2 separate regions of the Arachis hypogaea genome follow, and region 2 is linked to region 1. Evidence: chromatin contacts called from public Hi-C data. All regions are on one chromosome and are shown on one strand. Each heading gives the region's core, a stretch centred on a gene start, on an enhancer-like site or on the middle of the called end of the contact. The rest is flanking DNA. Distances are from core to core; before and after follow the strand shown. Region 1 has its middle 8.0 kb from the start of LOC112723183. Region 2 holds the start of LOC114924706.

Region 1 (2,683 bases), core at 128-2,627:
CTAACACTTTTTTTTATGTTTCTTTCTTATTTTTCTTCCATTCAAACACATCTAAAAAAATTAAAAATTTACTCAATTTCTTTCTTTATTTTTTATTTTTTATTTTTTTTCTCTCTATTTCTTTCCTTTCAACCAAATATAGCATAAGCTGTTAGTTGTGCAACGACTGAAGGTTATGGATATTTTTTAGTTGGTATATTCTACTTGTATGCGCACCTAGTAAACTATGCAAATAGTAATTAAAAGGTTTTCCAGCTTCCTAATTTTTTTAAAAAGAAGAAAAACAAATATTGAGAAAAAGAATACTTGTGAGTTAAAACTTTCAATCAAAATTGTCTAACAATTAATTTACATAAGTAACAAAACCAAAAGGTTCATCAATTCCTTGATATAGCTTTTTTTTTTTTTTTAATTTATAGGTTATTATATGGTTAACATTAAAACTTATATGAAATTATCTTTATGCGATATTAAATTAAAAATCGTTAGATAATAATATATTTAAATTTATTAAATTATTTAATAGTTTTTAATTATTAACTTTAAAGTCAACTGCACGTAAGTATTCACCTGAGTGATATACAAAAACAAAAAATTACCATAAGAAAAACATAAACAATTAACAAATTCAAATAAAATTAATAAGTTTGACTTTTGGATTATGATGTCGATGTGTTAAAAAAATAAAAATAATATTGTATAACCAAAAAAAATTATTATTTTTATTAATATTTGACCAATTTTAAATTATAAACTAAAAATTTAAATAATATAAAAATAAAATATTAATTAATACTGATAAAAAATATTCTTAATATTTCTGAAAAAATAAACCATGACTAAAAGTTTCTTCCCTAGATAATTAATAAAAAAAATCTTAAATACCTTTTTCATCCAAATACTAATTAACACCAAGGCCAAAAGAGTCTGAATTATTGTCAAATATTACCTATAATAAGCTCCAACCACATCCCAGGAAAAGCATTATTGGACAAAAACTCCATATCTCAGTGGCCTCACAAAAACAATTAATTAATACGGTACTATATATTTATATATATGTGCTAATGAACGGCATAAAATTATTATTGACATGTGGCATGTTAGGCCTCACCCCAACACCATGAACCATATTGTTACCCACCACTTCTCTAATGTAAATTGTTGCCATATGCCCTGCACCATATATATGCATGTGAGTACAACAAAAGCTATAGGGAAAAAGAAAAGGACAAGCATTATTATTTGAACAAATAAATTAAAATTAAATTGTGAATAGTATATTTATTAAAAGCTTTTCCTAAACCACATGGAGGGGTCATGGCCTTGTCCATTAAACTCCAAGAAAATACAATAAAGTGGGGGAAAAAAAGAGAAAAAGAAAAAGTTAGTGTATTGATGGCATACCCGTATATGGTTACCCCTCTCTGGAGATTTGTGAGATTAGGAAAAGTTCGTTTTCAAGCAGAATCCATAGACCATAATACAGAAACACACACATATATCGGTTGGTTTCGTCTTTTCCCTTGGCGACAATTTTTACAAATTTGGACTATATAGTAGGAAAAATAAGGGGGGATGGATGTGGTTTAATTAATTAAGTGTAATCTTTTAGGTTAATAATATACATTATTATTATTTTCGGTTATAACTAACAATCACAAAGTACAAGTTAGATAGATGATATATGATATATACGCGCAGTTTTCCCTTGCATTATTTCATATGAAAATTGGTTATCTACTTAAAATAAGAAATTATATTCGTCCTGTTCTTGCTTAATTAGGCTGAAGTATTGCTCGGTTCTCGACGAAAATCGGCAGACCTTCCCACTGAGGCGTGATATACATCGGCAATGGAAAAATAAGGGAGGCGGGTACTTGCAAAGACGCTCCGACGCTCAAGTCAGCAAAATGATGTATATGTAAAAGTTAATTCTTGGAAAGATTGCATACCTTCTAAAATTTTCTCATTCCTTTTTATACCTGAGTGGGCGAGGTTGATCGTTTTCTTCCGAGTTGTAACGCCCAAGGAGAGAATTAATCGTAACCGACGTTATTGATTTAGAGTTAATGCTGATTATTATGAATAATCGGTTATGATCGAGGATTATGCGTTTCTGAGCTATAACTCGTAACTGATGTTTACTGGTCATATCACAGCCCCCAAACTTGGCCTGACTTGAAGGAGACAGGTTGAACTTTTAAATGGTAATTAACGAGTTATAGCTTGGTATGTGGAGCCCGCAGATTAACGTGGCTCATTTAAGTCTATCTTTAGTATATGAAAAGACTTGGATATGGGAAGCTGTACTGAATTAATGCTTCTCATGGTTTGGTGTATTTTTTACTTATTATTTTAATAAGTGTGCAATTTCCAATGTGTGTTACTAGCCGTTGAAAGTGGATTGTGTTTAACGGCCAAGATTGACTTATGGAACTGAAGAGTTGATTAAATGAGTGGCTAGGGTGTAAACGTTCTACACGCTTGGTGTGTGTTACCGGGAGGCATCTACAGAAGCTTTTAAGAAGAATGAGTACAAGAAGTTAGTAAAACTTCCCTCGCTTTTTACTATCGTAAGTAGTTTTCCTATTTCGGCTAGAAAGATGAGTGATAAAAAGAAAAACTGCTACCCAAGGTCGAAGACAATGAGTCTTATGACTGAGTTGATGGGGATGTCCAA
Region 2 (2,683 bases), core at 115-2,614, 49 kb after region 1:
GGCGGAAGCAACCTTGCCAATAAAATTTTGGAGTGATGCGTTTGTCACAGCCACTCATCTCATTAACTTGCTCCCAACATGCTAAACTATCAGTCACCCTTTGAAAAGCTGATGCAGAAGGTTCCTTCACTTGACTTGCTAAAGGTCTTTGGATGCTTGTGTTATCCATATACCAGGCCCTACAACAAATATAAACTTCAATTCCAATCTGATCCGTATGTGTATCTTGGGCCCGCAATCAACTACAAATGTTTCAAATGCCTTAATAAAGCTGGGAAGATAATCATTGCAAGAGATGTTAGGTTTTAGGAAGACACCTCTCCTTACAAGTCTTCTGCCTTTGGCTTCATCAATCCTCAAGCATCACACCATCAACCAGTAAACTTAACCACACCCTCCATACCAATTCTCACTCTTCCTTTAAATCAACCATCCATATGCCCTGATAACACTTCCTCAAACCCATATCACTCTCAACCCACATCAACCTCATTCGAATCATCTCACCCTCCACCCAATACAATACCTCAACCTTTACCCTCATCCACCTCACATCGACATCAAATATCTCAGCCTACTACAATTCAAACCCCACAGCCACGGTCACAAAATCAGCATTCTATGATCACCAGGGCCAAGAATGGTTTCACCAAACCAAGAGTATTTCAAGCAACTCCTTCTCAGGATCTGGAGCCAAAAATCGCAAGACAAGCACTTGAAATCCCTCATTGAAGACAAGCAATGAATGAGGAGTATGCTCCCTTGATGAGAAACAAAACATGGGTGCTCACTGAACTACCAAAGGGAAGATCTGTTGTTGGAAGTCGTTGAATTTTTTGCATCAAGAGAAATCTCGATGGTTCAATTAGCAACTATAAAGCGCACTTAGTAGCTCAAGGATTTAGTCAACGACCAGACATTGATTTAAAAAAAAAAAAACCTTCTGTCCCATAACTAAACCAGCAAGTGCGAGGATCATTTTGACATTGGTATTCTCCAAAGATTGGGACATAAGGCAGTTAGATGTGAACAACGCGTTTTTAAATGGTGACCTTCATGAAGAAGTATACATGACGCAACCTCAAGGATTCCAAATTGGTGGTTCATAGGTGGTGTGCAAGCTTACGCGCTCTCTACATGGACTGAAACAGGCCCCAAGGGCCTGGTTTACTAAGCTGTCCATTGTACTCATCAGACTCGGATTCCAAGCAACTCGATCGGATGCTTCCCTCTTTATCAAACAATCCAATGGTGTAGTGCTCTTTCTCTTGGTGTATGTTGATGACATGATCCTCACTGGCTCTTCCTCACAGGCCATTTATGATGTCATCCAATAATTAAGAAAAACTTTTGCACTTAAAGACATGGGTCCCCATCATTTTTTCCTTGAAATTAAAGTAAATCGATTAGAGAATGGTAATTTGATGCTTACACAGACCAAATATATTAGTGATATCCTGAAAAAAGCTGATATGGAGAATTGTAAGGGTTCTTCCACACCCATGACTACAAATCTAAAACTTACTTCTCAAGATGGTAAGTTGCTTCATAATCCCAGTTTGTATCGATCTATTGTCGGCAGCTTACAATACCTAACAGTAACTTGATCTGAGTAAGTTGTCCTTCCCTGTCAACAAAGTTTGTCAGTTTATGCAGGCACCAAGATATTCTCATTGAAAAGCGGTCAAACGCATTCTAAGGTATCTGAAGGGCACAAAATTCTTTGGCTTACACATGTGTCGTGCGCTGAACTTAACATCACAGGATACTCTGACTTTGATTGGGAATTGGAAATTGAGGATATGAAGTTTACAGTAGGTTATTGTGTTTATATGGGGAAGAACTTGATCTCTTGGAGCTCTAAGAAACAGCAATGCGTATCCAAGTCCTGGACTGAGGCAGAGTATAGAGGCATTAGTGCAGTTGTGACTAAGTTGCTTTGGGTAAGAAAGCTCTTAGCTGAAATTCATATTGTCACTCAATCGAAAGTGTATTGTGATAACTTAGGTGCGGTCTAGCTCTCTGCTAATTCGATTTGGCACTCTGAAGCATTTTAAAGTTGATCTGGCATTTGTGAGGGACCATATGGCAAAAAAAGATATTCAGGTTCATCATATTCCAGGTGACGTGCAAGTGGCAAACATGATGACTAAGGTTGTTTCATCCACTAAGTTTCATGATTTTTGCAGCAAACTCAGGATTCGGGAAGCTCCAATCCTTCGTTTTAGGAGGAATAAAAGGATAAATGAATTAGTTAAGTGAGCCTGCAGCTTGGTAGAGTTAGTTAGAGTAAGTGGTTTTGAGTTAGTTAGTTAAGCAATAGAAACTGTTAGTGTAAGTCAAGTATATATAATCTCTTGTAACAGCTCATTTGAGCGATGGAACGAAAGAAATCATAATCAACTTCTCTCAGGATCTCAAACTCTCTCACCCTCTCTTCTTTTTCATCACCATTTTTTAGCCACTTCATATATTAACAAGGCAGAACGGGACGAATAACGGAATAGTAGCTATTACTTATACCCAACTCATACTCCTCCCAAAAAAATCGATTCAAACCCTTTTCAAACTCAGTCAATCATTAAAAAAAACTCATTCTATTTAAAAAATGGTGGGAGCGGAGCAGGACAGAGAGGGAGGGCGGGCGATTCGAATTGACCTCCCTAGCCTAATACAATCACAA

Evidence for each region. A called contact is a pair of places that touch in the nucleus more often than the background predicts.
Region 2: a contact with region 1 is called in a Hi-C map of leaf, with 2.5 times the contacts expected there. The contact joins the promoter of LOC114924706 here to the enhancer-like site in region 1. A contact is called at or near these places in 3 of 8 Hi-C or Micro-C datasets (all in leaf).

What each region holds. Positions count from the first base shown.
Region 1 is chr11:142,939,619-142,942,301 of arahy.Tifrunner.gnm2.J5K5, forward strand. No RefSeq gene overlaps it. Among protein-coding and RNA genes, the nearest start is that of LOC112723183, 8.0 kb to the left of the region's middle. Within about 2 kb of position 1,378, at least 1 of the 3 cell types and tissues checked has open chromatin away from gene starts, as enhancers often do.
Region 2 is chr11:142,988,837-142,991,519 of arahy.Tifrunner.gnm2.J5K5, forward strand. It overlaps LOC114924706, which reads left to right and starts at 1,365. Exons shown (of 3, transcript XM_029289993.1): 1 at 1,365-1,536; 2 at 1,657-1,943; 3 at 2,050-2,262. The coding sequence starts at 1,365. The coding sequence ends at 2,262.